2 separate regions of the Zea mays genome follow, and region 1 is linked to region 2. The links are chromatin contacts, called in public Hi-C maps. All regions are on one chromosome and are shown on one strand. Each heading gives the region's core, a stretch centred on a gene start, on an enhancer-like site or on the middle of the called end of the contact. The rest is flanking DNA. Distances are from core to core; before and after follow the strand shown. Region 1 holds the start of LOC100192791. Region 2 holds the start of LOC100192701.

Region 1 (5,111 bases), core at 878-3,377, 320 kb after region 2:
TAACGGATATCCGCGGATATATCCGTTTGCCCACTATAAGTTTAACTTCACACACTTTAGGAAAGAAAAGACTAGCTGTAATATATTTGGTCCCAGAAAACAACATGGTTAAGTCATAAAATATTCCCAGTTTCTCACAAACAATAGCTGCAGTTGTGGCAACGGGAGTACGGGACTTGGGCAGTTGGGCTGGCTGTGGTCCGTGAAGTGGTTCCAAACTCCAGTGACCCCACATGTCGAGTTACTTTAACGGATATTCGGGTATTCAGATATGGATATTGATTGTTCGTACCTGTTTTAAAAATATCCACGGATACCAAATGCTACCCGTATCCGTGTCCACGGGTACAGGTTTGTACCCAAAACCGTGCCCAACGGGTTTTTTATCCGCGGGTACGTGGATAAATCACATCCATTGCCATCCCTAACAGCCGCATTCAATGCGCGTACCTACCCCACGCAAGGTTACAGGCGTACAATACAAGACGACTATGGTCTTGTCCAATACCAACAACATGATTACACACGCGCTACTGTGCACGCACGTCGCATGCCATCCCCTGACGGGATGTTTAATACAACAGAAGAGCGGACTAGCCCTCGGGCCCAAACTCCGCCTCGCCCAACGCCAAGCTCACCCTCAGATACCGCTTTCGCCTCGCTCGAGCTTGGCCTCGGCTACCTGCTATACCACGAATCCTGCAGGAAACCACTCCGTCGACTGTGGCACACATCAGTAAGGATTCAGCCATCACCTCGGGAAGACTTCCGCCTTGCCCGAACTCGGCTCCGATCTCGATATCTGCAGCCAAGGGCACCCCAATGTCATCAGATACAGAAGCGCTGACACATCCCGCAAGTGGCTTTTCTCCATAACTAAGCCCTATTACAACCACTACGATATGGGTAGCCCTCCCCTGAGGGCTCGGGCATAGAGCCAAACCCTCAGCCTTAGCCTCGGCTCTCAGCGGGAAACCAGCGAATTCAAGTGAACAACGAAGTACAAAGGCCTTGCTGTCTACAGGACGTGAAGACACCCTCCGCAGCAGGCAAGCAGCCTCATCTACAAAGACGTGCTCCCCTTAGGCATATAAATAGGGTAGTCTATGACCTCTCTAGGGGACAAGGCGAACACTTCGTAGCTTTCTCCTGGCATTCGATATTGGCACTTGTCTCAATCATTTCTAGGGACATATGATTTAGATTTTTTTTCATTTTCCATGGATTTTTTTTGAATAAGAGGAGTGATCAAAGTTGGGTTGAAAAAGTCAAACGAAATATATTTTAAAACAGAGGGAGTACTATTTTAGATAAGTTGAGTATTATAGATAAACCTAATCTGTTAGGGGGTTTTTGGGTTGAGGAATCCTTCTATCTAAAATGAGGTGGTGCATCATGGGTCAATTCTTCAAATTTGTTGGGATAAGTCTATTTCTCATATTAGTATTAACTAACTAACTAACTATGATGAATGAGTTGGTGATGGATCAATTCATTCCATTTCATAAACCAAACAAAAAAAGTGAGGAGCTAGAAGATGATGGACTAGCTCATTACTCAAACCAAACACTATATTATATAGTACTATTATGATGAAGAAGCCACTTTAAACCAGTATACCCCGTTTGTATGTAGATATTGGAGCACATGATTAGAAATTGGAATCAGATTTCTAGAATTTTATTATTTTGTTGTACATGAAATTGAGATTTGGAATCAGAGACCTAATTCCATAGAATTGGACTATAACTAGAAATTCCGTCTCCTAATACAGAGCACTACTCCTCTGTATTGAGTGGAATTGGACCACACAAATCCAAACTCTAATTCAATAACATCCAAACAATATATTTGAAATTATATCTCATTTCAGTATCATGTTTGATTTGTAATTGAACCCAATTCAATTTTCATGCTTTCCAACATCCACATTCAAACTGTAATAGCAAATAACCCAGCCGGGCTTGTCCAACGTTCACATATTCGGAGCGAACCCTATGGCCCACTTGTCGGCCATGTAACTCGGCTGTTTCGCACAGGCACGGCACTCGTTGGAAACTTGGAATGCCCTATCAGATCGCATCGCACCCAAAAATCAAGAGCCTGCTGGATTCAAACGGCTGATTCAAACGACCAGAGTCCGGACACTCACACTCCCCTGCTGCGCCTGCCGCCTGCGTTTCGGCCACCGCACTACTTCCCCAATCCCCTTGATATCGCCCACCCGCGCTCGCCGCCGCCGCTGGGCGGCGATGGAAACCCTAATGGTAGACCGCGTCCACAGTAGCCTCCGCCTCTTCATGTACCGCAACGCCATATTCCTCTGCGAGCGCCTCTGCGCACAGTTCCCCTCCGAGGTAGCCCCCTTTTATCCATGTTCCTTAACGAGGCTAGTACGTCTCGATTCGGTGTATTGCGCGTGGGAATGGTACATCTGGGGGTCGGATCAGGCGTGTGGCAGTGATTTGAGCGCGGGGCTCACCTCCGTTGTTTAGTTCGATTCAGTAGTCTTCTGTCGTTTTTTTTGAAGTGTCTAGGGTTGCATTAGGAGTAGAGTAGCAGAGTGGTGAGCTTTTGGTCTGTAGCTTATCTAGGCTTGAATTAGAACAGCTCTCTATAGCTGGTGTAGGGAACTGGAGTATCCCGCGTGATTCATCTAGGGTTCATAGTGAACTTTTACTGGAGAGGGTGATTTTCTGCCTAAATTTTTGAGGCAATTTCACAGGTAAAAGCTCTACTGGTGTTTATGCATAATGGGCATTGGTTACAGTAACGTGTATGCCTGTGAGTTCTTTTCCTTGTCAGAACCTTGGGGTGACAATATTTATAGCCCATTAGGTATTCAGTTGCTTGAATTCTATGTTCTTACAGGACATGCTCACCCACTTTCTTTTCTAACCTTATAATTACTTGAGGGTGTGGGTTTTAATTTTAATTTTGGTTCTTGACGTGGTTCATGGGTCTTCATGTGGGATGAAGTTCAGGAATTTGAATGCATGGTTTTGTGTTTTAGTTTTTATTTAGGTTCTTGATGTGGATCATAGGTCTTCATGTGGGATGAAAGTCGACATAACTTGAATGCATGTTTAGTGTGTATGAGACTATGCATTCAATTTCTTAGCAGATGACCTCACTGATTAACCTGAATCTGTGCCTGCTTTACAATGCTTTCTTTTCAATTAGTAATTCTTGCTCACAAAAAATCTTAGTTTATTTTTTTTAATTTTAAGTCCATTTGCAACATAGTTGTGGGCACTAAATGTTCTTGCTCTACCTCCTCTGCACAGACCAATGTGCAATTGCTAGCAACCTGCTACCTACACAACAATCAGCCATATGCTGCATATCACGTTTTGAAAGGTAAGTTTGGATGGTTATATGCTCGCCATGTAACACATATATTATATAAAGGTAGTTTGGATGGTTTATGGATTTTGTTTCTGATGTTATATGAAGGGAAGAAGCTGCCGGAGTCCCGGTACTTGTTTGCTACATCATGCTTTCGAATGAACCTCTTGCGTGAAGCAGAAGAAATTCTATGTCCAGTCAATGAGCCAAACATGGAGGTATAAATCATATTTTAGAGTGATTTGTTTATGTAAATATCTCTAACGTTGAACACGAACCTAGCCATTCTATTGGAGATGAAACCCAAAAGAAAACATGTAGAACGTGAGTGAACCTTGATTTGTGGTTTATGTTGGGTTTCAACTCTAGCCTATCCTAATTTGTTTGGGACTAAAAGGCTTTGTGTGTTGTTTGTTGCTGTTGTTGTGAATATCTCATTCGTTTGCCTTTGTGCAACAAATTGGTGTGTGAAAACTTGAGTGTGTCTGTTTTTGTGTAGAAGAAAGTGTGGTGGTATTATAGCAGCAAAGTATTTTTCGCTCAGTAATAAACTATATTAACAACATAATATTCAAAAGGGACTTGACAGCACTACATTAGTTTGAAAAATAAAATATTGGTAACAATAGTTTGTTTCCTTATGGGGTTCCAGTTTTGAATAAAGGGAGGTGCATGATGCACTTGTTGGTTTGTGAACTAGAAATTCCATAGCTAGTTCAGTGAGAACATTTACTGGTTCTTTTAAATAATACTAGGCCTGATTGTTTTATTTTTCCTGCGGTGTTTCACACCAAATTTGTTTCCAAGGCCAAAGTCTTATGTATGTTTATTCCCCTTTATTGTTAGAAAGTCTGGTTGTTTTATGTTATACGAGAGAAGCATTAGTATTACAAGGTACGTGCTGGCACAGCATGGATTGGCTTGAAACTCTCTTTTTTTCATTTGTTTTTCACCTGGGGCACGATGTTCAGCTGAGGTTTTTTTTCTCGAAAGAGCGCAGGAGGACTGCGCACCCATATATTAAAGTAGAGGGAAAATAAAGGGCCATAAGGACCCAGGTACAAGCACTCCTTATGGAGGCCAGAAACAAGCATACACAAAGCTATCCATAAAACTGGATAAAAAACACTACAGCCCTAGGAGCTAGGTAGTTTGGCTGGCCAAAAAGGAAAGCCCCTTGGCACCAGCCAGGTTCCTCACTGATTCTACAGAGGTGAAGTAGATACTTAGAAAATAAAATCAATCACATTTGTTTGTTTTAATTCCTGTATTGGGTCAGCTTGTTTCTAGTATTAGTTTCATCCTTCTGCAGGTTCCAAGTGGAGCAACAGGACACTACCTCCTTGGAGTGATCTACAGGTTTATTATTCATGGCTTAACTGAATCCATGTTGCTGCATTCTATATTTCTTCAGAGTTCAGATATTTATCTCAACTGTGTGCAGGTGCACAGGCAGAATTTCAGCTGCAGCTGAACAATTTACACAAGCGTTGACTCTAGATCCTCTTTTATGGGCGGCATATGAGGAATTGTGTATATTAGGTTGGTTCATTTTACACCCATATATGAAGTTCTGTGGTAGGTCTATAGCAATTGTGATATATTAGGACTAGTTGCATGAAGTATACTATTGCCTCATATCTTAACCTTTGAAGGTGTAGAAATAGAAATGAAATGGTGATTTGAATGCGTGTTACTGAATATGCTACATCTAGTGGATTTGAATATGGCCTTCATAGACATTTCTCATATATTGTTGTCTT
Region 2 (4,961 bases), core at 2,234-4,733:
ACTATGTACTGGCGCTGCAGTGGCCGGGCACCATCTGCCGCGAGACCAGCAACTGCTGCGACACCAATGGCTGCTGCCGGTACCGTCTCGCTTGTCCTCTACTATTATCTTCGCATTGTCACCGCTGGAACTAGATTGAGCGAGCTCATTTGGTATAATTTCTCTGCAGATCACAGCCTCTCAAGTGGTTCACGATTCGTAAGCCCTCTCAAATCAATTTCTTTTTTTACCCATTTGGATGCTGCACTGGATGAATTGTATACGATACTGCACTGGATGAATTGTATACGATACTGCACTGGATGCACTGTCTACGATACTGCACTGAATGCATCGTTTATGACCTATGAGTTTGTTCGTTTCAAAAATGACCTACGAGTTTGATTTGTTTTATGCTGATGAAGAAAAAACAGCTAGTGTATACATGAATAGCACATGATTTTCCAAGCTTTTAAATTCATATTAGTAAGGACTACAGAATTATCTCTTATATAATGAAATTGGCGCCTTAAAACATCACTAAATAAATTCCACGCCAACTATTGATCTGTTGTTGACTTGGAAACGGTAGAAGTATGAATTCTTGAGCAGGAACAGTGAGCAGCCCCCAAATATTTTACCGCCTGATTTGTTGTTTCAACAAGCTGGTTTGGTTGCCATCATACATAAACTGGTGTCCAACTTCTTGACATTGAAATGAAATGTGTCGGTGCTCCATTGCAACTGTAAACCATGCCAAGTTTATGTATTGCACAGTTGCACTTTGGCCCCAAAGTAATAGATAGGCTAAGACAGTTGCATCCAAGTCTGTTAGCCATTTCATGACCTTTGTTCTGTCTGAACAGATGGTCTTTGGCCACAGTATAACTATGGGGGCTGGCCATCATGCTGCAGACCAACCAGATTCAACATAAATAAGGTGTCAGTCTCAAACTTTCTTCAGAATGAGATGTCTGAACCACTGCAAGTATGTCATGTCAGTGTGATTTTTTTTATATGTTGCAGATCTTAATGTTGATGCCGATACTCGAGAAGTATTGGCCGTCCTTGTACTGTGGTTCTTCTTCAACCTGCTTTGGTGGAAGGGGGCCATTTTGGGTGCATGAGGTGACTGGGGATTTTTGAGATTTGGTTACAGGGAATAACGCATATGCTAAGTGCTGACCCTATTATTTCTTTTGTTTTGTGTGCATGTGCTGGTGGTTTACCGGATCTTGTTCAGTGGGGTATGCAGTTTCTGAACTTGCTGGGCACGAATAACGTTCTGTTCTGTTACCTCTTAATTGGGTCGAGGAATCTGTTTATGTTTTGCTGTGTAGCAGTGGATGCAGTTTTTGCAGATATACTCCTAAGAATCTAATGTTAAGATAACCCATTTACTCTTTTCTGGCAGAAACTCATGGGACCTGTGCTTACCCTGAAATACAGGATGAATATGACTACTTCTCCACAGCACTGTATCTCTACAGCAAATACAATGTTACGGTTAGTCATCCACGCCTCTCCGCACGATGTACTTATTGCACAAGTCATGAGAGATTATTAGCATTTTGTCTTACAGAAAGCTCTGAGAAAAGCACGTATCCGGCCTACAAGCGGCAGAAAATACGCCGTTGGCCATATTGTTGCCGTCATTGAATATGCGTTTGGGGCAATGCCGTCACTCGTCTGTAAGAACGGCTCAGTTCAAGAACTCAGGCTCTGCTTCCACAAGGATTATCAGGTAGGTAGTTTGTATCAGTCATGTCAGCTTCATAGCTTCTGAATCTCCGAATCAGCCAAATCAGTTGGCGCTGGAAACTAACTGAACTTATGCCACAGCTCGTCTAAAAAACAAAACTCATGCTGCTAAGTAGGATAAGTTTAATAAGAGTTCAGCTTGTGATTAGGAGTGGAGCAGGCTCTAATTTCTGGAATAACTAAGAAAGGGGCCATCAGGCTCTAAGCTGTGGAGATAGACACACGATTGCTCCGAGCCCATGTAACTTGGTTGATGAGTTGATCTGCATCTCTTGGCAGCCTCGTGATTGCACGCTTGAGGCCGGCTCTGCACCGAACGGCAGAAGCTACTGCCCTCGCTACATCACGTTCCCGTCGTACAAACCGTCCGGTGAGTTTCTGTTTTCTATTACTGCCGTTGTGTGAATGGAATCAGTGCAGGATGCACAGCCGCACCGCACAGGGGAAGAGAATTGAGTCCAGATTTGTCATGGCTTTGCCGCTGCACTACTCTGATCGGACACTGTGATTGCGATTGCAGTGGTGGCCAATACTACGGAGGGGATCAACAACCAATCCAATGGCGAGGTTCCGAGCTACATGCGTACGTCTGACTCTGAGTAGCGTCCAGGACTCCAGGTTCTGTGGGCCTCTGCCGAGCCGAGTTTGTATCAAATATCAATAGAGCGAGACGCCACGGCGTGCTTGCAAAATTACCGGCCCGGTATGGTCCTGTATAATTCTTTCATTCACAGTATCGAATGACTGGCCACCGCGCACCGGGATTTGGAAATGAAATGTGAATGTTAATGTATATTATATTCACTTGACTGTACCAGATTCGTGCACAGGATAGTTTGACAACTTCGTTTTTTTCCAAATTATTCTCATTTCCTTACGGCCCTGTTTGGATCATTGGAATTTAATTTGATTCTAATAATAATAATTTAGACACATCAATTAAGCTAATACAGTTTTATGTAAAATATATTTATATACTATTATTAATAAAATATCAGAGATATTTATGTACTACATTTTTACTATAGAGTAGTTAGTCTAAAAGCGTATTATAAATTGTAGAGTATAAATATATTCTACTTATACATAAAATTATTTTTTCCTCTACTCCATGAATTTGAGATAGACTATCTCTAAACTTTGAAAATTGGTGGAATATCAAATTTCAAACTAAATAGATTACTTTATTAAATAAATTCCAATTTCTACTAAATAAATGGATCTAAACGCTCTGTAAAGGAAAATAAACTGACTTTTCTTGAAAAATAAAAATACCTTCGTAAAATAGCGTTCCCAAGCTAGGGCTCGTGTCTCATACTTTTTCTCCGCGAGGAGTTGAGAGTCTGCTTGCGTTGTTCCTGGTTGCGTGTCACTTTTCAGTTCTGGTCTTATCGCTGCACGCATCTCGTTTGCGGTTAGTTGGCTTGGCTAGTTGCTTCGTCGCATCGCAACCGGCTACGGCCGATGCTGATGGCCAAGGATATTCCGTATCAAACCCATGTGCGAGTGCGAGGCCAAGGATATTCCGCGCTATCTTCTTCAGTTCTTCCATTCCGTTGAGATAATCACGATACGCAACAAAAAAAAGTTTTTTAGCAGCTAATAAGGGGCAAAAAGGAAAACAAAATTAGAGGTGGTCCCCGATACGGCAGCGCGGGGCCCCACTTGCAGCGAGACGGCCGTTTCCTAGCCCCTCCGAGCCACCACCGTTGGCGTTGATACAGCCCCCCCACCTGGCCTCATCGCCCCGAAGAGTTGTGGTACAGTTGTACTGAGCTGAGCTGCCGGAGGCAGAATAGGAGAGGCAGGCGATGACGATGGCGACGAAGGCGGCGTGCGTGCTGGCGGTGTGGGTGCTCGTCGCATCGGGCCTGTCCGACCTGGGCTCAGCGCGCGCGCCCCTGGGCAGCAAGCCGCAGCGGGAGTTCGACTACTTCGCGCTCTCCCTCCAGTGGCCCGGCACCATCTGCGCCTCCACCCGCCACTGCTGCGCCACCAACGGCTGCTGCCGGTACGTGCTCCGCGCTGTGCCGCGCCGCCGACCGGTGGCTCCCTTCCCCTATCTTATCCTCCCGTCCAAACGCCGAGAGCTCGCCGCTCGCCCCGTAGATCAGTTTTCTGCTATCCGATTTCGTTTTGGTCGATGCGAGACCTCACGCCCTTTTTTTTTTGTCTCTCCTGTCCTGCCCCGCGTACAGCTCGGAGCCTCTCCAGACGTTCACGATCCGTAAGTGCTCGGCCTTTCGATTTCTGTTCATATGTTCCGTCAGGTGAATACGGGATCGGTTTCGTCTGAATTTCGCGACTGTTGCCGCTCGAGCAGACGGGCTATGGCCGGACTACGACGACGGGACCTGGCCGTCGTGCTGCCGCCGCACCCAATTCGAGATGGACAAGGTGACTGCCTGACCCACGGCCTCACAGCGGGTTGCTTTCGCTTCCGTTTGGTCCTCCTGTCGCGTTTGGTTCTGTGGACGAGTTCTCAACAACCGTGCTGATTTATGGTTTCGTGCCATCATCTGGTGGTGTAGATATTGCCACTGAAGGAGGTGCTTGACAAGTACTGGCCGTCCCTCTACTGCTCCAAATCTGGAACATGCTTCAGCGGCAAGGGACTCTTCTGGGCTCACGAGGTGCAGTAGTAACATCCGAATTCAGAACTAGATTCGTCCATTGTGCTATTTAACTCCGAAAGGCTACATTATGCCTCAGTTTGAACCTCTTTGCTGTTTCCTTTTCATGTTGTCTTTGTCTTACGGGGTGACGTTTTCTGCTCAATTCGCCTGTTGCTCATCTTCAGTGGGGTAATGTTCTTTGTTTTCAATGACTTTTACTTGCAAAATAGTCTGACATTATGCTTTGCGCAGACGTTTCTGATAATTGCATGACTGGCATACCCTTAACATGGAGTTTCATTTTTCAGAGAAACATGGAACCTGCTCTGCCCCTGTGGTTCAGGATGAATTACAGTATTTCACCCTTGCCCTTGACCTCTACTTCAAGTATAACGTTACGGTTAGTACCTAGGTCTTTGACAGATCAGTCATACCGTAGCATTGGTTTCTTGGGTAGCCTATAGCACCTTCATCTTACCAGCATGGTTTTGAGAAAGTGGTGCCTAGTGCCTACACAATCAGAAAACCAGCATGGAGCTTTGTGCTTTCTCTATCATAAATTTGAATCGCTTGGGCTGCAGGAAATGCTGTCAAGTGGATGGATAC

The links. A called contact is a pair of places that touch in the nucleus more often than the background predicts.
Region 1: a Hi-C map of ear shows a contact between it and region 2, with 1.5 times the contacts expected there. The contact joins the promoter of LOC100192791 here to the promoter of LOC100192701 in region 2. A contact is called at or near these places in 3 of 25 Hi-C or Micro-C datasets (ear, leaf and tassel).

The regions. Positions count from the first base shown.
Region 1 is chr3:172,619,582-172,624,692 of Zm-B73-REFERENCE-NAM-5.0, forward strand. LOC100192791 reads left to right here and starts at 2,128. Exons shown (of 16, transcript NM_001358555.1): 1 at 2,128-2,357; 2 at 3,288-3,360; 3 at 3,457-3,566; 4 at 4,661-4,707; 5 at 4,793-4,890. The coding sequence starts at 2,253.
Region 2 is chr3:172,302,398-172,307,358 of Zm-B73-REFERENCE-NAM-5.0, forward strand. LOC100192701 reads left to right here and starts at 3,484. Exons shown (of 9, transcript NM_001137904.3): 1 at 3,484-3,751; 2 at 3,939-3,967; 3 at 4,064-4,137; 4 at 4,272-4,373; 5 at 4,541-4,544; 6 at 4,664-4,755; 7 at 4,937-4,961. The coding sequence starts at 3,552. LOC100284088 reads left to right here. Exons shown (of 9, transcript NM_001156986.2): 1 at 1-79; 2 at 170-198; 3 at 846-919; 4 at 1,006-1,107; 5 at 1,223-1,226; 6 at 1,394-1,485; 7 at 1,562-1,723; 8 at 2,020-2,110; 9 at 2,261-2,517. The coding sequence ends at 2,343.